Linked DNA regions of Sus scrofa: regions 2, 3, 4 and 5 are each linked to region 1. A link is a contact called in public HiChIP or PLAC-seq data. All regions are on one chromosome and are shown on one strand. The core of a region is the stretch at or near the end of the contact, and the rest is flanking DNA. Distances in the headings are between cores, read along the strand shown.

Region 1 (4,385 bases), core at 1,050-3,549:
GTGACTTATCATTCATTTGCTTTTGTATAAGTATTGGTTCAGGTACACAGTTTTTGTGATTAGTAAAGGCTTACTATGAAGACTAATTTTAAGCAGGGATGTGTTTTCCTAATGGCAGTGATTGTATTTAGAACTATTTAAATAATTATTGTTTACAGAACAGAACAAGTCATAGATAAAATATGTCCCTTTTTGGTCACCCATGTTTCTTGTTTCCTTTAATGTCAAATGCCTGAGCAAACATGTTTATTATTTATTTCTTAAAGAAAATCTTATTGAGTATGAGTTTAATTGTTAGACATCTGCCTTATGTGAGTTTTTGTATCCCTTCTGAATGAATTTTTTCCTCCTTTTCCTTTTTATAGGAAACTCTTTGGGCCAAAATTCTGCTTACTTATCTTGATTGTGTTATGTAAAAATATCTTTTTGAATGGAATCAAGGTTGAAAGAGATAATAATTGTGGTTCACGGATTCCTTATCCATTTTCTTTTGCTGAACATTTTTTGCACATTATCGACATTTTTGTAAACAAAGGTAATTGAATAACTTAGTAGATTTATATTTCTTCCTAGGAATAAATTGGTTTTATTCTGCAGTGAAATACATCTAACTATGTTCTAAACTGGCACTGAGCCCCTATAAACTCTTTCCGCAGTAAAAGCAATGGAAACAAAAATAACATGAGTGGAGCCAGTGCCTGATTTACTAATCCATGTACAGTATATTTAGAATTGGGAATATGAGAATTGTCTTCAGTTTTGGAACCTCTGATTTGAAGAAGCTCTTTACATAAAATGCATGTGGTTTATCTTTACATAAAATGCATGTGTTTTTTAGAGTTCTGTTTTTACTATAGGATGTTGATTTATTGAGCATTGGTAGGATATCTTATTTGTACTCAGCAACTGATAGAAACTCCTTTGATTTTATTTATTTTTTTCCCAGTTAAGCAGATACTCAAGTTTTCAGTGTTTCCTAGATTTTTGCAGACAGGTCTGGCAATGAACAAAAGAAGACTCAACAAACCTCTACATTTATCAGATTCTTTTTAAAAGTATTATCCAGGAAACTAGATTCTTATCCAGAAAAAGATACAGAATATTAATTTTTAAAAAGACAGTGTGAAAAACACAAAACTTAACTCAGTGTGAGTGTTTGGTAGTAGCTTTACTCAGCCTGTAAGATTGAAAGTCATTGCAAGTACAGTTTAATTTGTCACATGATTTATTTCATAATTCCTTTGTAACTTTATTGGTTTTTATGTTGAAATCATAGCGTAGTATGTAAAGTTAAACCATTAAATCAGTAAAATAATAAAAAATTATGATAGGTGTTTTTTTTTTTTTTTGGACTGGTGAGTTTTTTCTTTGCAGTGGAAGGAATGCCTGGGAAGTGAGCATTATGTTGTATATGTTAAATAGCTCAGTTGTTTTTAACATGTAGTCACTTCCTCAGGTAATAGAGTTGGACAGAATAGCTTTGTAACTCGCAGAGTGAATATAATTTTTTAGGGAAAAGTGACTTAGCTATTTTCTTGTTTTAGTGTACTTATTTTAATAGTGTGCTTGCCGGGGGGAATGCTTTTTTTTTTTTGCTGATTCATACTGCAGCAGACCGGTATATTATAATCAATCTTTTAAAAATAATTATGTAAACATAGCTTACAAAAATTATCTGCTGCTTCGTACGTGGTCTGATGTCAGTTGTCTTTGGGGCTAACAAGAGAATATAAGACTGCTGTGTAAGATGGCTGGGAAATTTACACAGGGAAAATTTTAAAGCCACATATATACAGTCAGCCTTCCATTTTGGTGAGTTTGACATCCGTGATTTCAGCCAACTGCAGATCTAAAATATTGGAAAGAAATATTCCAGAAAGTTCCAAAAAGCAAAATTTGAATTTGCTGCACCCCATGAACTATTTATGTAACATTTACATTGTACTAAGTATTGTAAGTAATCTAGAGATGATTTAAAGTATATAGGAGGGTACACATAGGTTTTATGCAAATATTATGTCCTTTTTTTGTATGAGGAACTTGAGCATCCTTGGGTTTTGGTATTTGCAGAGATCCTGGAACCAATTTCCTATAGATACCAAGGGATGATAGTAATTGCATATTAAAATGTATATAGTTAATAATGATCAGAGTACAAATCAGGGTGTGTCCAAGTATATAGGAACCAAAGCATCCTGAACCTTTATAGCTGGAAGATAATTTAGATACAGTCTCTCTTAACGCCTTTACAGATGAGGCAATAGTCTCACAGTGGTTTAGTGACTTGCCCACAGTCTCTTAACGATTGAGTAATGGATAAGAACAGAAGCCTTCAGACTTTCTAGTCTCCTCTTCCCCATGCACCCATCTCTTCCTCATTTTGCTACTAGTCAGAGAAGACTTTTAGTAGAAGGTGAGATTTTTAAGCTGAATTTAAAAGGGTAAGGGATGGGAAGAGCATTGCAGGGCAGGTTGTATTCAGGGTTGTGCTGTATAGGTAAAGAATAAGGTATCTGTTCTATGGGCACAGAAGCCTTTGGAGGTTTTAAAGTAAGGAATCCCATGATAAAAGTTTTGTTCTGGAATTAGCATGGTGATGTGCAAGATGGTTTGAAATAGGGAGAGGTTGGATCCCTGGAAACCAGTGTATAAAAATTGAGGTATATGGTTTGTTGATTAATTGCTTTAAGTGCTGTAGGATACAAACATAATAAGACAATTACTGGGCCTCTAAAGTCTTTCAACCTAACAATTGATATAACGAAATAGATAATCCGTAATAAGGATGTCGAGAATGTTGTCCAGTTATATCACATAGAATAAGGACCTTTGGGAGAAATCCTTCCCAGGTTTTTACAGTAACAACTCTTTTCTGACTAATGATTTTGTTTCTAGTCTTTTGGACATTGAATTAATTGACTTTATTTCCTTTTCTTTATTCTTCTTTTTTTTTTTTTGGCTTTTTTAGGGCTACATGTGCAGCATGTGGAAGTTCCCAGGCTAGGGGTCCAGTCGGAGCCACAGTCACAGCATCACAGGATCCAAGCCTTGTCTGCGACCTACAGCACAGCACCACAGCTCATGGCAACGTCGGATCCTTAACCCACTGAGCAAGGCCAGGGTTTGAACCCATGTCCTCATGGATACTAGTTGGATTCATTACCGCTGAGCCACAACAGGAACTCCCTGTTTCCTTTTCAAATCAGACTACAGTGTTTAGACCAAGTTATTAACCTGAAGAGGCACTTGTGGTATCCATTTTTTTTTTTAGCCTCATTCCCAGTATCGTTTTAGGTCCTTACTTTTGGTTTTGTATTTCATTTATTGCTTTCATTTTTAAGCTTCTGTTATTTTGTGTTTTATGTGGGCTACCATATATCCTTTCTGAAGCAAGGCAAGTGTAAATAAAATTATTATAACTATGACATAATGATACTGTCTGTATTTTTATAGTACCTTAAAATTTATAGCAGCATTTTCATTTGCTCCTTTCAGACAAGTATTATTATACCCATTTTATAGCTGAGTAAAATAAAGCTCAGATTAAGTGACTTTCACAGGTCATGCGTTTAATAAGCACTAAGTGTATTTGGGAAATAGTAAGTCTTCCAGGCCAGCTATCACTAAGGCTGTATATTGGAGAGTGGTGGAAGGCAGGTTGCAACTCTCTTGTGGAGAGCTCTGAGTGCTGTGTTGATAGTGTAGGAGTTTGGATTTCATTTGCTTGACTGTAAGGAATCATTGAACTTTTTGTTCTGGACGGAGCTATGATCAAAGCCCTTAATTTAAAGTCGTTAGCAGCTAATTAGAGTCAAAGGCAATATCAAAGTTTTGAGTTTAGATTATCTAAAGCAATGCTATGAACAGAGGTAGAGAAGTTGGAAGTGGGAGCCGTTTGGGGGAATAGGCAATGAATTCAGTTTCAACGTGTTTTGGTTGACTCTTATGAGGTAACAAGTTTATTGTAAAAATCACAAAAAGTTTTACTGAAGTAAATGTGTGATAAACATACAAATAATAGGATTGAGATTTATGCTCATGCCACTGTGTTTGGACTGAGCATTGAATCTGAACACTAAATTCTAGACATCTCACTTTTGCTTGGCTGCTATAGTTGTTTCAACAATAAAATAGTGATAATACCAGTGTTAGAGGGGTGCTGTGTGAAGTAACAAATTGGTAGCAGAAGCATTTTTAAAGTACTGTAATAATTTTTCTTCAGTGAGCACAAGAGTAAAATCTGCAATATTATTACTTGTGCTGCTGTAGAGAAGAAGCTGTAGCTTTTAGATTGATTCCATGGGACATCGTACTGCAGGTTATACATTCCCATGTGCAGCCAGCACCTTGGGAGGGGGAGGTACTCCCCTGAAAGGCTTCTATAC
Region 2 (4,385 bases), core at 753-3,252, 420 kb after region 1:
GAAATGGCACTAAAACCCAAAGAGGAATATCTCTGGGGCTGGACACTTAAAAAAAAGGTTATTAAAACCAGATGCTTCCAGGGAGTTCCCATTATGGCTCAGTGGAAACGAATCAGACTAGTATCCATGAGGATGCAGGTTCAATCCCTGGCCTTGCACAGTGGGTTAAGGACCTGGCATTGCCATGAGCTGTGGTGCAGGTCGCAGACACAGCTCAGATCTGGCATAGCTGTGGCTGTGGTATAGGCCAGCGGCTACAGCTCTGATTCGACCCCTAGCCTAGGAACCTCCATACACTATGGGCATGGCCATAAAAAAAAAAAAAAAAAAAAAAAAACAGGTGCTTCCATAGGACACGTGTAACAAGGCAGAGTTGAGGTGGTCATTTCCAGCACTTGATGATTCACCATGTGTGTCTTGGTGGCCATGGAGCATCCTGGCCTCTTCAGGGGGCCTGGAAGCACCTTGAGGGAGGGAAGTCCACAGGAAACCGCTGACTGCATTGGTGGTGGAGCAGGGGTGTGATAGCCAGTTGGTAACCAGCTTGGAGAAAACTCGAGGCAAAAAGGAACAGAACAGGAGTTCTTTTTTTTTTGTTTGTTTGTCTTTTTTTTTTTTTTATCTTTCTGCCTTTTTGCCTTTTCTAGGGCCACTCCTGCAGCATATGGAGATTCTCAGGCTAGGGGTCTAATTGGAGCTATAGCTGCTGGCCTATGCCAGAGCCACAGCTACTCAGGATCCGAGCCTCATCTGCAACCTACACCACAGCTCACGGCAATGCCGGCTCCTTAACCCAATGAGCAAGGCCAGGGATCGAACCTGAAACCTTATCGTTTCTAGTCGGATTCGTTAACCACTGCGCCACAACGGGAACTCCCGGGACAGGAGTTCTCTTGTGGCTTAGCAGGTTAAGGATCCGCTGTCACTGCTGTGGCGCAGGTTCAATCCCTAGCCTGGGAATTTCCACATGCCATGGGTACTGCCAAAAAGGAAAAGAACAGTAAAAGGGGCGAGTCTTCCTCAGTGAGGGCACTGGGGAGAATGTAATGCAATATGCAATTACCTACCCAAAGTCATCGTGAAGGTTCTTGGAAGGACCCCATTGCCTGTTTTAATAACAACCCTTCTAAAGCTCTTTTTATGTCTTAGGCCTTGTCCCCTCACTTTAGATAATGTAGTAAATCATTTAACCCACCTGTCAAGGTACAGAATGGTAAAGCCAATTGCCCAAAGTCACTGAGCTAGGAAGAGATGCAGCTGCTCCAGGGTCGAGTCCAAACAATCTGGTTCTCATCCACCATGCTACCTGCCTCTCATGTTATTTATTATTCATTCAACAAATATTTTCTGAGCATTTTCTATGCCTAAGGCACTCAATTAAGTAGGGGAGACAAAACACAGAAATACTTGCGAAAATTCAATAAAGGGCATTTGTTCATGCCATTACTTAAAATTACAGGCCTCTCTTTCCAGTGCATTCGGTCAAACCTCCAGTTTTTGAAGCCCCATCTACCCAAGGAAAGATGCTATCACTGTAGAACCCTTTCCAGGCTGGAATGAGGAACCCAACCTTGTCCTGCCTCCCAGATCCCTGGGCATCCCCCTAGCCCCCAGGACGTACCACCTCTGGTTCCTTTCCAGATCTGCAGAGCCACACCCAGGGCCAAGAACCATGTAAATATTCCCTAAATGCAGTTGACTGATGGGCTTTTTAAATCTTTGAATGCAGGAGCCAATTGCAAGATGCTCTTAAAGACCTCCCTGTTGCGGCATCCCCTGCTTGTGGCCACATAACAAGCACCTTGCGTGCTACCCAGTGCCCTCGCTCAGCAGTGCCAAGTGCCTATTTGCTGGTTAACTTCTGTTTCCCCTCGCTTTGCCAGGAAAGGCCAGCAGAGACCAACGCCAATGTGGACGACTCGGCGCTCCCCTCGGTGGCCCAGCTGGCTGGGCGGTTTAGGGAACAGGCAGCCGCTGCAAAGGAGGTGAGTCAGGCGGCTTCAGAGCCCCTCTCCTGGGAGGGGGCTGGAGGAAGGGGAAGTCTGGGTCAGGCCCAGAGGAGAGGGAGGGAGGAGGCTTGGTAATTACCAAATTAGGAAGAGAAGCCAGAGAGGGGTCTCTCTGAATGCGAGGAATGTCGCCATGCTGCTGGGCCTGGGCAGGATCTTTCCCCACCAGAGCCAGGCTTACACTCCAGCCAGAAGGGAGCAGAAATGGGGCTGAAAACTGAAAGAGCCAGCTGCCAGAGAGGGGAGTCTGGAACCCAGGGCTTGCCCACCTTGATTGTCCATCCACTGAGACTTAGATCTTGCACAGCTGTGCCAGGCCTAGACTGGCTCTTTTTTTTTTTTTTTTTTTGGTCTTTTTATGGCCACACCTGCAACATATGGAGGTTCCCAGGCTAGGGGTCAAATTGGAGATGTAGCTGCCAGCTGCCACAGCAACCTGGGATATAAGCCACATCTGCAACTTACATCACAGCTTATGGCAACTCCAGACTCTTAACACTGAGCGAGGCCAGGGATCAAACCCACGTCCTCATGGATACCAGTCAGGTTTGTTACTGCTGAGCCACAATGGGAACTCCCTGGACTAGTTCAAAATAAAGGAGTCCCCACAACAGGCTCCTGGCTGGAGCTCAGGAATCCAGAGCAAGGGTAGATTCCAGATGGAGAATTGGAAAGAATTAAACAGGAGACTTAAACGGAAGCACATTCAGACTGAAAGCCAGGCATCGAGAAGGAAAGGGATCAGGGTCCAGTGGATTCTACAATCCTGCTGAAGAGGACAGTTTCAAAAGGGGCTTTGAAGCATTAGAGAGATTTGGGCTAGATTTCCTTGAGTCCTACAATCCGAGGAGCTCTTTAGAAGTGAAACGAAGGAAGGGCACCTCAATGTGGGGGGAGGTCTCTCATGACCCCTTGGGGCAAAAGAGAATGTAATTATCATGCTTTTTTAGGTGTGTCGTTTTGCGTTTTTATTTTCCCATCTGAAGAATAGGTCTATAATTTCTAGACATCACAGGAATATCATAAAGGATGAAGGAGATGTTATTGATCTAAGGTGATGGCAATGCTTGGAAGCTGGATGTGAGTGTCATTTTGAGATGTTACTTCAGGCTGATGAATCTCAAAAAAAGAGGATGCTCCAGTCAAAATGGAAAGTCAAAATGGAAAGTCAAAATGGGCAGACAGTTCACAAGAATTTATAAAATTAATCTGCAGTCACAAAGACATGCAATTCCTCCCTCCATTCTTTTCTCCTCCAGACATCTGGAAACATTCCTCAAACCAGTTTCCACCTCCTTCCTCTTCCTCCTTGTTGCCTGATTAGCTCTCTCTCTTTTTCTCTCTGTGTGTCTGTCTGTCACCCTCCTTCTAGACACCAGCCAGTAGACCAACAAGAAGGAAACCACCCTGCTCCCTCTCTCTGTTCCCCCCCAAGGTAGAGCTGGGCCAGAATGGTGAGGAGGTAAGTGCTGCTCCCCCCGGGGCTCAGAGGACCTGGTTACTGATTTTCTTTCTCCGTATGAGAAGAGGCACACAATTCACACTCTTTTTATTTATTTATTTATTTGTTTGTTTATTTTCCTTTTCAGGGCCCCACCCTCTGCATATGGAAGTTCTCAGGCTAGGGATCCAGTCGGAGCTGCAGCTGCCAGCCTACCCCACAGTATAGCACCTCGGGATCCGAGCTGCATCTGCAACCTACACCGTAGCTCACGGCAACGCCGTATCCTTAACCCACTGAGCAAGGCCTGAGGTCAAACCTGAATCCTCATGGATACTGGCCGGATTTGTTTCCACTGAGCCACAATGGGAACTCCCTGCAGTTGGATTCATAACCCACTGTGCCACAATGGGAACTTCCAGGAACACTATTTTTTAAGCCTGCATGTTTCAGCAAAGAAAATGGGCCATATAGTATTCCCATGCCAGATTCAGGAGCCGTGAAAGTCATGTTTGACTCCCAGGTCTGACTTATATGATCATCCATGTGTACAGGGCATCTGGAAAGAGGGGTTACAGTGCAATGTGAGCATTTGAGAGGTTCTGCGGTGTCTTGTAAAGGCTGGCTATTGTTCTGCATCATTGGAAAAAAACCAGAGCACACAGGAGGCCTCATTGCCCTCAGATATAAATAGCCAATGTTACCAACATAATAAAGGCTCTGATATCATAGATCATAGCCAGCAATGGATTCCCGGCCCTGCATATTCACCCACCCTTATTTATCTAATTGTAGCTGTAAGAGTAGCTTGTCCATGCCCTCCCAGCAGCCCATGAACCTTCACTGTGGTCATGGTCTCCGCCAGAAATGGATTTGCATGTTCTCTCATTCAGCCTGGAGGCCAGCCCCAAAACAGAGCAAGCAAACCAAAAACA
Region 3 (4,385 bases), core at 1,091-3,590, 360 kb after region 1:
CTCTCTGTTTGCTTTTGCTGCCTATGCTTTTCATATCATATCCAAGAAATCATTGCTAAACCCAATGTCACGAAAATTTTCCCTATGTTTTCTTCTAGGAATTTTATAGTTTTTAAGACTTATTTTGAGTTAATTAATGTATGTGGTATCAGTTAAGGGTCTAACATCAGTGATTTGCTTCTGAATATCCAAAAACACCATTTTGTTAAGAGACTGTTCTTTTGAAGCATCCTATTGAAGATCATTTGACTATAAACACAAAGGTTTATTTCTGGGCTCTCTGTTCTGTTCCATTGGTGCACGTGTCTGTCTTTATGCCAGTAAAGACATATGTTTTCGGTTTTTTGTTTTGTTTTTGTTTTTGTTTTTTGTCTTTTTAGGGCTATTCCCTCAGCATATGGGGGTTCCCAGGCTAGGGGTCACATCGGAGATGCCACAATGGGAACTCCGAAACTTATTTTTGTATGTTGATTATGTATCCCGCAACTTTGCTGAATTCATTTATTAGTTTCAATAAAGAAATGTGTGGGGTCTTTAGAAAACTCTATGTAAGATCATGTCATCCGCAAACAAAGATAATTTTACTTCTTTGTTTCCAATTTGGATGCCTTTTATTTCTTTTCCTTACCTAATTGCTCTGGCCAGAATTTCCAGTACTGTGTTAAATACAAGTAGCAAGAGTGGGCAAACTTGCATTTCTCCTGATCTTAGAAAGTTTTATGTTTTTCTTGTTGAGTATAATGTTCATTGTGGGCTTCATATAGGTTGCTTTTTAAAATATAGGATTCCTGGAATTCCCATTATGGCTCAACAGGTTAAGCACCCAACTAGTAGCCATGAGGATGTGGGTACGGTCCCTAGCCTTGATTAGTGGGCTAAGGATCCAGCATTGCTATGAGCTGCAGCTCGACCCTGTGTTGCTGTTGCTGTGGCACAGGCTGGCAGCTACAGTTCCGATTGGACCCCTAGCCTGGGAACCTCCATATCCCACAAGCACAGCCCTAAAAATAACCAAAAAAACAAACTATATATATGTGTGTGATTCCTGGACTGATTTTGAAATATCAAATTTGGGCAGGTGTTTGAAATGATAGCTCAGGATTACCAACTAGTATCAGAAGATTTGTATATGGATTTTCTAGATGTAGTTTGTGGAGACTGTTACTGTCTTATGAGCTACGTTTTCTCGGACTTAGGTTTCAAGGGTAGGAATTGACAAAGCATATCCAACCTGCGTGACTATAAATCATTTGCTTCACATGGACCTTTAAAACCAACACTGGCAGTTTACACATGTGAGTTCGATGGAAAACTACTACAGTGAATGGAGGACACTCTTGGAGAGACTTTGGAGAGAAAATAATCACCACTTTCCTTCTTTGAAGATTCAGGGTCTCTTAGGTTTAGAGGTCCTTTCCCTCAAGACTTGAATGAGAGGCAATAGGAAAAAAAGAAAGAAAGATAAAAGCAATCAGGATAGAACAAAATAATGCCCTGATGAATCTCAGAAAAATGTACTATGAATAAAAAATAGACTTTTAGCATGTAAGGTACTGTGTAATTGTAGCCACAAGAGATTTAGAGATATCGCCTTGAGTGGAACAGGTTGCACTTGAAAGCTGTGTCTTGGTTTTTTTAAATGATAAGCTAACTTGGGATAAAAGGAAGGAGAGAAGCTTCATTCATTTATTTACCAACTGCTTCTTAGGAGAGAATGAGTGTGAATAAGGCATCTGCTGAGTGGGCACTATACTGTATTGGGAAGACATGCCCACACATCACTCTGATGTGAGAGAGAGATAAGCTCTATGAAGGGATGAGGAAGGATGAGGAAGGAAGGATGCACACAGTTAGGAATTCCTCCTCAGCATTTACAGCTTCTCCTCAGTAATGGTCCCTGTGCAAATGGTCACCTTCCGTAGCTCATTGTCAGCTAGTATTACAGTCCCTAAAATGCTTTTTTACCCACCCCCACGTCCTTCTTACCAACCCTAGTACTCATTTTGGTCCATCAGCCTTGTGATAATCATGACTTGGTGCGTGGATGTGAGAGAAAAAGCACCAGGCAGACAGACAGACAGACCCAAGACACAGAGCCAGAGAGATAATTCATGAAGCCTTAAACACAGCTGCAAAATTAAAACAAAAATGTCAAGGGAACGGAGTGTTCCAGCTGACTTAACTTCCTGTTGATAAGTCTCTGGGGAGGAGGGGGTGAAGTCTGGAGTTCTAGAATTGGGGTGGAGGGAGTACAGGGGGCCTGGCCGGAGTGGGGGCAGGTCGCCTCTGCAGGCATGGTCACTAGGAGTTGAGTTCCCATCTGCAAAGCTGTTGACACTCACTTCCTGAGCCTGGTCGTGGTCAGAGGAGGCTTTCAGCTACTCATGTGCCCAACCTACAGAAAAACAGGATGTTAGCTTTCTGATCTGATTAAGCCATGAGATGCAAATTCCTTCGCCACCCCACCCCCACCCCACTCCCAGACCACTGCCACCCACACCAGATTCCCCTTCCACAGCAGAGATGCATTCATCTCCCTCTATGACTTCCAGCAGCCACTGTCTTTGTCCTTTGCTTCATTGCCAACTGGGCTGTGTGAGGCCAGCTTGAGTGCTTAACCCATTTCATTATGGTTTTAGATTTATGGTTGCTTTGATTAAGAGTTCCTTGCCACATCCCTGGGTGACTAATGAGAATTATCATCAAACTAGAAAATGAGGATGGTTCAGTAACTTTGCCCTTTAGAAAGCACATACGTGGTAGGGTCCTGAAGTCCCCAGTCCTCAGCTTGGCCCCTTTGCCTACAGAGTCTTTACAGGTAGGTGGTTTTCATGTCTCTGTCCATACTCACTCTCATCCCTTCTCTTTCTCTTTATTGCAGCCTAAAATCCCCACCATGAGCAATAAAGGAAACAGAAACAGAAAATACAAATCAGAAGCAACTCTGCTCAAGGTCAGTAATCTTCAAAATGCAAATGTCACCTATTTTTACAGAGGCAAATACCAAGCATAAAACATTTCCAGAACAAGACTCCAGCAGCAGCCAGCTCCCTATAAGGAGGCAAGGATGGATTCCAAACTTAATGCCCACTTAAAGGACTTATGTGTGCTGTGTTGGAGCAGACACTGCAAACCTGAAAAGGACGTAAAGCTGGCCTCTGACAAACCCTCTTGATCAGCTGAACCCTCTCCTTAAGCTCCTGGAGCCCCCTGCTCACATGACCTTTCCAGGCACCCAGAACCCCACTGTCCCCATGTCTACCAAACACAACCCAGGTCAGCTTCCTCTTCCTGCTGCCTCCAGGCCTTCCATAAACCCTCCATCCTTGTCCATCCTGCCTTCCTCAGGATCTAGCAGCATCAAGTCTTTTTTTTGCTTTTTGCTTTTTTTTTTTTTTTTTTTTTTTGCTTTTTAGGGCCACACCCAAGGCATATGGAGGTTCCTAGGCTAGGGGTTGACAAATCAGAGCTGCTGGGCTACGCCACAGCAATGCAGGATCCAAGCTGTGTCTGCAACCTACACCACAGCTCACAGCAACACCAGATCCTTAACCCATTGAGGAAGGCTAGGGATCAACCCCACAACCTCATGGTTCCTTGCCGGATTCATTTCCGCTGTGCCACGACGGGAACTCCTAGCAGCATCTAGTCGTATACTCCTTCAGGACATTTAATTTGTATTATGATTCAAATGTCTGAGGGTCTATTATTTCATGCCTTCGCAGATAAATGACATGCTTACAAGATAAGGAGTCTGTGTGGGCCTCACGGGCTAAATGGTATTGGGGACACCAAGATGAAAGTAATATGAAGTGGCTGTTGCGTAGGCTGGCAGCTGTAGCTCCGATTCGACCCCTAACCTAGGAACTTCCATACGTCACAGGTGCGTCCCTAAAGAAAAAAAAGAAAGAAAGAAAAGAAAAAAGAAATGAAAAAGTCTCAAATATTTTCACAGGTCAGGAAGCCGCAAAGATGAATGAAGGAAATGTTAAAAATGACATACTTCAAAACTTTAAAATCATGAAAAAGACTTCAGTATGAGTAGTTATAATGTTATACAATAGGATGAGAACAAGTAAACCAGTTGATAAGTGGTAAGATTTAGGAAAGAAATTCACAAAGTTCCTTTGTGGCACAGCAAGTTAAGGAGCCTTTTTTTTTTTTTTTTTTTTTTGGTCATTTTAGGGCCACACCTGAGGCATATGGAATCTGTAGCTGCTGGCCTACACCACAGCCACAGCAATGTGGGATCTGGGCCACGTCTGCAACCTACACCACAGCTCACTGCAACATCAGACCCTTAACCCGCTGAGAAAGGCCAGGGATCCGACCTACGACCTCATGGGTACTAGTCAGATTTGTTTCCACTGAGCCACAATGGGAAC
Region 4 (4,385 bases), core at 895-3,394, 340 kb after region 1:
GCCCCTTCATTTTGTCTTACTAGTCCTAGTACTTAGTAATTTGCCTCTGGGTGGAGTTCCTCAAGTTAAGCAATTTTTCACCATCCCTTCCCCAACCCAGTATGTTTCAAAGTCATAGGAAGCAAAAAGAAAAACACAAAAAGTGAAGCGTTTTGTAGTTTAAGATTGTTTAAAATGTATCTTTATCCTGAGTTCAAATGTGTGTTGTGCTCCTGACACACGAGGGCGCACTATCTCTACAGTTTATAATATTCATGGTGCAGAAATTCCTGTAGAAAACAAGGTCTGTGGAGCTCATGACGGGAAACAGGAAGAGAAAGTGCTTGCTATGTGTTCCAGACTTACTGTGTTTTCTGGAGTGGATGGAACATGTTCTAATGTCCCAAGTGAGCAATATCAAGGGTTTCAGAGCCTACAAGCTGGCCCTCTGGCTACAGGGCTGCTGGTTGGAACCTCCTTGATATCAGAAGTACCAAATCGAAACACCAGCTTTGGGAGTTCCCTGGTGGTACAACGGGTTAAGGATCCAGAGTTGTCACTGCAGCGGCTCAGGTTGAAGCTGTGGTGCAGGCTCCATCCCTGACCCGGAAACTTTTGCATGCCATATGGACATGGCCAAAACAAACAAATAAACTAAACTAAACAAAAACCACACACCAGCTTTGGAGTCTGACCTAGAATCAAAGATACGAACTGGAGCAAGTTACCTAAACTCTTCTTAGTCTAAAAATGAAAGCAGGAGTTCCCGTCGTGGCGCAGTGGTTAACGAATCCGACTAGGAACCATGAGGTTGCGGGTTCGGTCCCTGCCCTTGCTCAGTGGGTTAACAATCCGGCGTTGCCGTGAGCTGTGGTGTAGGTTGCAGATGCGGCTCGGATCCCGCGTTGCTGTGGCTCTGGCGTAGGCCGGTGGCTACAGCTCCGATTCAACCCCTAGCCTGGAAACCTCCATATGCCGTGGGAGCGGCCCAAGAAATAGCAACAACAACAACAAAAGACAAAAAAAATTTTAAAAAAAATTTAAAAAAAATTAAAAAATAAAAATGAAAGCATTATCTCATAGAGCTGTAAGAGGATTAAATGGAATGATCAGTCTAAAGCATCTAACAGTGTGTAGCACATAGCAGAGACTTAGGCAGAAGTTATTGCTATTTGTTACTTAATCACAGCTGACATAAAATGTGCTTAATACATGTTTAAGTGAATGAATGAGTGAATGAAATGTGTAGAATCACAGAGATTTTATTGCACTAAGGAAAATGAATACTTTCAAGCTATTTATTTATTTATTTTAGGGCCACACCCTCAGCATATGAAAGTTCCCAGGCTAGGGGTGTACCTACACCATAGCTCACAGCAACACCAGATCTCCAACCCACTGAGCAACACCAGGGATCGAACCTGTATCCTCATGGATACTGGCCAGATTTTCTTCCACTGTGTCACAACAGAACTCCTCAAGCTTTTTAAATGTGGAGTCAGCTAGTTGAGTCACCTCAAGGCAAAGTAACCAAACTGTCTCTAGTAAGCATTAGAGACAGTTCTGTCAGTCTTCTCTACTCCTCTTTGGAAAAAAACAGAGGCCAGAGGGGGCGAATGATGTGCCCCAGGCTTTGAGGCTGATTAGAAAAGCAGGATGAGACTTAAGTCCTAGCTCAAGGCTTAAGTCATAGGGACCTGCCTGACTGGGTGGGAGGACAGGGGAATGAGGAGGTGGCCCTTAATGGACTGATCCCAGAAAATAAATAGGCTTTGAGCTTGTTTTTTGTTTGTTGTTTGTTTGTTTTTCTTTTCTTGCAGCAAATAGATGTTCCCAGGCTAGGGGTCAAATCGAAACTGTAGCCACTGGCCTACACCACAGCCACAGCAATGCCAGATCCAAAGCCACATCTGTGACCTACACCACGGCAATGCTGGATCCTTAACCCAGGATTCAAACCTGCATCCTCATGGATGCTAGTCAGATTCATTTCTGCTGAGCCACAATAGGAACTCCTGAGCTTGGTTTTAACATGCTGCTGAGAGGCACCTTTACCAACAAGTGATCCCACCCACCTGGGGTATAGAAAGAGCCAGAACCACAAGAGCCTCTTGCTTGCCCTAAGGCCACCCATAATTCGCCTCTAATCTGAAGGGATGTGTGGGGAGAGGCTCTCACTTCCCCAAATATGTTTCTTCCTGTGTCACAAGGAGCCTTGGGTCACCTCCTTCCTTTGTGCAACAAAAAAGCAATTTCTGCCTCTGCTTCTTTTGTTTCCTGCCACCACTGTCTTTGCCTTTTCTAGGACCCAGTTCTCAAGACACAGCCCTGCTCAGCCCTGGCTGGCTTTCCCTATCAGTAGCCTCCCCCTGGCTTCCTGACCTGCACAGAAGAACAAAACACTCATGAACCCCTGGGTCTCTCCCTTTGCCTGGGTAAAACAGGCTGTCTTGGTGTGGTCCAACCCCTCTGCTTTTGATCTGCCAGCAGGAAGCAATAAAAGGCACTTTCCACGTGCCTGCTGTAACCATATTTTCCATATTCAAAAGTAGAATTCATTACCCAAGCGGGACACGTGCCATTCTAAGGACTTTCAGACAAAAGACCTGAAATTGGACCATGCCAGGAAACCCAGGATGGATGGTTGCCATGGACATACATCCTGAGAAGTTCTCTCCTCTGGGTGATGCCTGCTAGAAGTGCCATCTGCTTTTGCCACAGATTCATGCCTGTGAGTGTGACTCAGATAACAGCCACAGTAGTCCCTTGAGTAACTCCTACTCAGATTCTGCCAAGAAGCCAGAGAACAGGTGTGTCCAGGACAACTTTTTCCTTGACTTCATTTACTTGTTTTACCTGCATAAAAACCCTAGTCCCATGGGGGCTTTACAATGTATTTTTACCTTCAACTCAGCTACGATTTGCAGGGTGTTTTTACCTTCAACTCAACTATGATTCTTTTAAATATATCAATCCTTGGAGTTCCCCTCATGGCTCAGTGGTTAACAAATTGAACTAGGAACCATGAGGTTGCAGGTTCGATCCCTGGCCTCACTCAGTGGGTTAAGGATCTGGTGTTGCTGTGAGCTGTGATGTAGGTCACAGACACGGCTCAGACCTGTGTTGCTGTGGCCCTGGCGTAGGCCAGTGGCTACAGCTCTGATTCGACCCCTAGCCTGGGAACCTCCATATGCCACAGGTACGGCCCTAGAAAAGACAAAAAGACAAAAATAAATAATAAATAAAAATATCAATCCAAAAAAAAGTATCACTCCAACAACTTAAATATATCCAATAAGTACTATAATGACCTGTTTCACCCGTCAGGAACTGGGTTGTGTAATGCCAGAGGTAAAATGGTGAAAATGCCATTCATTCCAACTCTTTTGAGTCCTTACTATGTACAGAAAATCATGCTTATACTGAGTGGAGGATCCAATGACTGACCGTGTGGTTTGTACCCTTTCACACTCAACTGTAATAAAATTAATCATGCTACAGTAGAATGAGAGCCAGACTTAGTGTCAGAGGTCTTGGGTTCAAATCTTGCCTCTTCCCCTTGATGACTGTGTAGTACTGAGCAAGGCAGATTTCAACCTCCCACTCCTCATCTATCAATAAGGAAGGCATAATATCTGTTGGCAGTGAGAAATAAATGTGGACAAGTTGTCTTTGTGCCTGCAACATAATAGATGCTGAGAAAAGATTTCCTTCCTTCCTTCCTTGAGAGGCTTAGAGGCTGATAGATAAGAACAGGTTCGCTATAACTGACACACACTGTAGACTGTCATACAAGCTCAACTAGGGATGCAAAGGATGCCAAGCCTGCCTTTTGTGGTTTGTTGCAGGCAGGGTGGGGAGAAACTGCTCAGATTGGCATCACTGGGGGCTGTTGGCTGGTTTCCTGCCAGTTCTGTTCCAGGTCTCCACCCAAATCCACTTTGTGAGGAATAAGTTTCAGGGCCATCATCAGCCACATGATTAGAGCTCAGAGAGAGCCAGTGGGGCCAGGTACCAATGACCTTCACCCCAGGGGAGGATGGGAGCCCAGGCGCCTGGGGAGAGGCACTTGGTCACAGCAGGGCAGCCTAACCAGGAGAATCAAATAGCACACACCAAAGTATTCCCCTGTGAGTGGAAATACAAAGACATTTCAGATATGTGGTTTTCACCCTAAATCAAGCTGAGGAGCCAGCACCAAGTGTCCACAATTTTTAAAAAATAGAAACAGAAAACTACATCTGGGTGTTCCTAATGCAGTAGCACTTCACTTTTTTCATGTGACCTCACGAAAAAAGGCTTGCCTAGGCTCTCAAAGGCCTCCCAACATCCCAGTGAGTTAAGCCAACTAATTACAATTACCCAGTTGTACAGAGAGGGGGGGAAAGATTGAGATTCAGAGAACT
Region 5 (4,385 bases), core at 751-3,250, 310 kb after region 1:
TCTTTTCTAGAGATGTCAAAGGCCTGGGCTCAAGTTCTACCTGACAGTAACTAGTCAGACTAGGTAGAAGTTGAGTCTCTGCCCCTCTGAGTTTGAGTTTCCTCATTCTTAAAATGAGAATATCAGCAAAAGTTTAAATGTAATAATGTAGAACAGTGGTTCTCATTCCCCTCCCCCTCAACATTAGAAGCATCAGGGAGGGATTTGGGGGGTGTTTTTTTAATATATGTGTTTTTAGTAAAATGCCTTGTCATTGCATTTTTTGTTAAGACTTCCCAGGTGACTATTTGCAGCTAAGGTTGAACATCATTGATGGGAGTGGAATGAACTTGCTCTGAGCAAATGCCTAAGGGAGTGGAGCAAGCCAGGAATAAGAAAATGGTGAACAAGGATGTTATGTGCCTTGGCTGCTTCTGGTTTTGCTCAGAGATTGCAGGCCCCCAGTGTCACAGATCTTACCATTTTTTCAAGAAATTAGACAGACTTTTAATTGCACTCTCCATTTTTGAATGGTGGTAACTAATTCAGAGTTATTAAAAACAAAACAGAGCTCTGCATGGGCCAAAGAAAACCAGCCTGTGGGACATATTCATCTCATGGGCCACCAGTCTGAGACTTGTGTTTTGAAGGCCGACAGAGCTGGGGTGAAACTGGAGTGTGGCCACTGGCTTTGGGCAAGTTACATAACCTAAAATTCAAGTTCTTCATCTGCAGCATGGGGATGGTAATACCCACTTCAAAGCGTTATTAAAGGAGACGATGAATGGAAGATGAATGAAAAGGTCAGCCTGGAACAAGGTTATATCAAACCTTATATTAAATATAAGGTTTCTTTCATCTTATCATTATCAACAGTGTTAACCTCTGGAGTTCTCATTGTGGCTCAGCAGTAACCAACCCAACCAGTATCCATGAAGACGTGGGTTCAATCCCTGGCCCCACTCAATGGGTTAAGGATCCGGGTTGCAGTGAGCTGTGGTGTAGGTCACAGATGCAGCTTGGATCTGGTGTTGCTGTGGTGTAGACTGGCAGCTGCAGACCCCTAGCCTGGGAACCTCCATATGCCGCGGGTGCACCCCTAAAAAGACCAAAAAAAAAAAAAAAGACTGCAATAATCATACACAATGTTGTATTTACTTCTTGCTGCTGAAGGGAAAATTCTTAATTCAAAGGAGGGATAAGAAAGAGAAATCCCAAAGCCAGTTATACTAAGTGCTAAACTACCCAAAAGTCTCCACACCCTGTAAAACTTTTAATAAGAGTTCAGTGAGACACCGTAACCCAAAACGACCCCAGGTGAGAAGTCCTCCAGGTGCTGGTAGAGAATTCACTAGAAGTGCATTGCGCAGTGGCGAGGGCGTGTGTGAAATTCCTGATATTTAGCTGCCCAGCAATAGAAAAGCTGCAATGCTCGCCTAGCCAGCTCGGGAAAGAAGAGGTAGGTTTGGCCTACGTTCAAATTCTTATCTCTACGAGGCCGGCTCTCCTTCCTCAACAGAATTTAAGCGACAGTCAAAAGGCTCGCGCTTCGGCCCGCGGTGCCACACGGCCCCTCCCGCTCACCTGCAAGTTGCCTACTGATTGCTGCAACGGGCTAAGATAGAAGTACAGGACGCCGGTGCCCTTGCCTGGGGGGCCGTCGCTGAGAGATAAGACGTCGGCAAAGGGCCTGCCCCGCACCCCCTCCTGCGTGGAGATGGTGGCCAGCGCGCCCCAGTCGCAGAGGTTCGTCACGAAGCGGGCCACAAGCGCCGCATTCTCGCGGGGCGGGAGCGGCGGCAGCAGCCCGGTGGCGTCCCAGTGCCCGTGGCCCTGGCCGCTTCGGCCACGCGCTGGTGTCACCAACAAGGCCACCAGCGCGGGAGCCAGCAGGAAGGCGAGCACGGCGCGCGCAGACCCGCGGGCACGACCATCCATGTCCGCGACTCCAGCAAAAGTTCCGCGTCCGGGGCCTACCGGGTCCCAAGACTAGGCGTGCGCGCCCGGGCCCCGCCCATCGCGGGGCAAACCGATCCTGCCCCTTCCGAAGAGGACCAATGGGAGTACGGGGGTGATGGGCGGAGAGGGCGTGTCCCTCGGCCCGCCCCCGCAACGTGCTGCGAGGAAGCTGTTTACCCACCTTCCTGCAGCTCCGCCCCGCCGCTCTGACAGGATTGCGAAATCTTCCTAAAGGGGGTGGTCGTTTTGGACCGAGGAAAAGCAGAGGCTTAGAGAAATTAAGCAGCTTGCCTAAGTCATATTCCTAGGAAAGGACCAGTCTCTTCACACACACCCCCTTCCTTTAATACCTTTGGATTTGGCTACCTGGCATCTGAGAGGAAATGCTGTGTTTTCTTCACATGCTCCTCTTGTCTGTTTACTTCACTGTCTGGTTACTCCACTATAAAGAGTAAAGACCAAAGAGCAGCAAGGGTCCCAGGGGGAAAACAGAAGCCCCAAAGTTTAACACCTCAATAACTTATTACTCCTGGCCCGGGAGTCCCTCAGAGATACCAGGGGATTGTCAGGATTCCATGCACGTATTTGAACTCATTGAAACCAGTTGTGGACCGTGGTTATAAGGCTCGGGGACTGTGGTTTCACAGATGTCTTGCTTTTGCTCATCCCTCACCTCATGTACGTGGCGTTTCCCTTTGCTCCTCCTAAGAAAGTCTCTTCCGTTTTTCCAGGGGTGCCTCCTCTTTCTGATACTCTGGCAATTGGCAAGTAGGCTCATACCACCTGATGTGCCCGCCTTATAATTATAAGCTTTAATCACACCTCCTCATAGCGAATCCTCATTATTTTGACCTGGCCTCACGCCCCTACTTTAATCATTGTTATAAAGGCCAGTGTGGTGGTGCTGGGGCAGGAGGTTGTCAGTTTCTAAACCTGGCTCTGGTATAAGCAGCCTTCAGAGGCTGAGGTGTTCAACAAAGGTGAAGTAACTTGGGGCCCCGGACCAGTCACCTGAGCAGGCAGGTGTGGGCCACAGGTGTGTGAACTGAAGCCCCGCCTCCATTTCCGGTCTCCAACTCGGCTTCCCCACATTGAGCCTGGAAGGTTCTCAGGCTACTCAGCCAGAACTTGGGTACATGGAGTTCCCGTCGTGGCGCAGTGGTTAACGAATCCGACTAGGAACCATGAGGTTGCGGGTTCGGTCCCTGCCCTTGCTCAGTGGGTTAACGATCCGGCGTTGCCATGAGCTGTGGTGTAGGTTGCAGACGCGGCTCGGATCCCGCGTTGCTGTGGCTCTGGTGTAGGCCGGAGGCTACAGCTCCGATTTGACCCCTAGCCTGGGAACCTCCATATGCCGCGGGAGCGGCCCAAGAAATAGCAACAACAACAAAAAAGACAAAAGACAAAAAAAAAAAAAGAAAGAAAAGAACTTGGGTACAGAAAGGACACCATTTACTCTGAGGAGGAACCTGCAGTGCCTTCTGGTGGCCAAAGGATGTTACACACACCACTTGCATATTCAGGTAAGTCAAAGTTGGCTTCCTTTTTTTTTCTTTCCAGTTTAACTGAGATGTAATTGACATAAAGCACTGCATAAGTTTAAGGTGTACAGCATAATGATTTAACTGCCATACATCATGAAATAATTATTACAAAAAGTTTACTGAGCCTCCATGTCTCATAGATACTAAATTTTGATTTCCTTTTCAACAACTGAATTTGGGAGAGCGTCAGCTAGATGGAAAACTAAGTGGGAAAGACTTAGGAGAAAAATCAGGTTTCTCATTTTCAAAATGAATGTTTAATACAAATAGCTTGTGTGCGTGCCAGTTACAAATATTTCATCCTTAATCTTTTAAGGAAAGGAGTTTCAAATTTAGTGTTCTAATCTCAGCTCTGCCATTATTAAGTCGTGTGATGGTGGTTCATCTTACCTTTTTTGGGCCCCTGTTTTCAATTCTGATACCTCTTCTGGCTCTATATTCTATTTTTCTGTTAATATGCAAAATAGGAGCCTTTTGTAAGTTTCAGAATGATTTTTTTTCCAAGAGGACTAACAAAAATCTTTTTTGTTTATTGCTATACCCTATTGCTGATGTATAAGCCCTGTTATAGCCCCAGTACAAAACAAGTGCCTAAAACTTGATCTCACGATCAGAGCATGAGAATGAGGTCTACAAACCCTCCAGTTTGAAGTACCTCCCCTTAGTGTCTGTCTCTGCACTGGCTGTTTTTTCTGCCCCAAATGCTCCTCACTCACATATATGCATGGCTACCTCACTCACATACAGATCTCTACTCAGATGTCACTTCCTTTTTTTTTTTTTTTTTTTTACTTTTTAGCCATATCAAGATTCCCAGGCTAGGGGTTGAATCAGAGCTGCAGCTGCCAGGCCTACACCACAGCCACAGCAACGTGGGATCCAAGCCATGTCTGTGACATACAC

Evidence for each region. HiChIP or PLAC-seq counts read pairs in DNA pulled down with a chosen protein or histone mark.
Region 2: an H3K27ac HiChIP or PLAC-seq map of alveolar macrophages shows a contact between it and region 1. The contact joins two enhancer-like sites. A contact is called at or near these places in 1 of 47 Hi-C or Micro-C datasets (embryonic fibroblasts) and 1 of 2 datasets of contacts at active chromatin or transcription factors (alveolar macrophages).
Region 3: an H3K27ac HiChIP or PLAC-seq map of alveolar macrophages shows a contact between it and region 1. The contact joins two enhancer-like sites. A contact is called at or near these places in 2 of 2 datasets of contacts at active chromatin or transcription factors (alveolar macrophages and skeletal muscle).
Region 4: a contact with region 1 is called in an H3K27ac HiChIP or PLAC-seq map of alveolar macrophages. The contact joins two enhancer-like sites. A contact is called at or near these places in 2 of 2 datasets of contacts at active chromatin or transcription factors (alveolar macrophages and skeletal muscle).
Region 5: a contact with region 1 is called in an H3K27ac HiChIP or PLAC-seq map of alveolar macrophages. The contact joins the promoter of CREG1 here to the enhancer-like site in region 1. A contact is called at or near these places in 3 of 5 promoter capture datasets (fetal liver, fetal skeletal muscle and liver), 8 of 47 Hi-C or Micro-C datasets (alveolar macrophages, embryonic fibroblasts, fetal liver and 4 more) and 2 of 2 datasets of contacts at active chromatin or transcription factors (alveolar macrophages and skeletal muscle).

What each region holds. Positions count from the first base shown.
Region 1 is chr4:83,767,280-83,771,664 of Sscrofa11.1, reverse strand. It overlaps a transcript of POU2F1 not described here. Among named protein-coding and RNA genes, the nearest start is that of POU2F1, 93 kb to the right of the region's middle. Within about 2 kb of position 2,299, at least 5 of the 83 cell types and tissues checked have an H3K27ac peak or open chromatin away from gene starts, as enhancers often do. A contact at or near this core is called in alveolar macrophages, where this site is marked.
Region 2 is chr4:83,345,683-83,350,067 of Sscrofa11.1, reverse strand. It overlaps RCSD1 (RCSD domain containing 1), which reads left to right. Exons shown (of 8, transcript NM_001244462.1): 3 at 1,884-1,985; 4 at 3,382-3,471. Among named protein-coding and RNA genes, the nearest start is that of TRNAP-CGG, 32 kb to the right of the region's middle. Within about 2 kb of position 2,002, at least 13 of the 83 cell types and tissues checked have an H3K27ac peak or open chromatin away from gene starts, as enhancers often do. A contact at or near this core is called in alveolar macrophages, where this site is marked.
Region 3 is chr4:83,411,471-83,415,855 of Sscrofa11.1, reverse strand. It overlaps LOC110260300 (a long non-coding RNA gene), which reads left to right. Exons shown (of 3, transcript XR_002343362.1): 3 at 2,882-3,360. Among named protein-coding and RNA genes, the nearest start is that of RCSD1, 9.6 kb to the right of the region's middle. Within about 2 kb of position 2,340, at least 24 of the 83 cell types and tissues checked have an H3K27ac peak or open chromatin away from gene starts, as enhancers often do. A contact at or near this core is called in alveolar macrophages, where this site is marked.
Region 4 is chr4:83,427,935-83,432,319 of Sscrofa11.1, reverse strand. All of the region lies in intron 2 of LOC110260300 (a long non-coding RNA gene), which reads left to right. Among named protein-coding and RNA genes, the nearest start is that of RCSD1, 26 kb to the right of the region's middle. Within about 2 kb of position 2,144, at least 21 of the 83 cell types and tissues checked have an H3K27ac peak or open chromatin away from gene starts, as enhancers often do. A contact at or near this core is called in alveolar macrophages, where this site is marked.
Region 5 is chr4:83,455,973-83,460,357 of Sscrofa11.1, reverse strand. It overlaps CREG1 (protein CREG1), which reads right to left and starts at 2,000. Exons shown (of 4, transcript XM_001928982.4): 1 at 1,564-2,000. The coding sequence starts at 1,917. It overlaps LOC110260300 (a long non-coding RNA gene), which reads left to right and starts at 3,313. Exons shown (of 3, transcript XR_002343362.1): 1 at 3,313-3,461.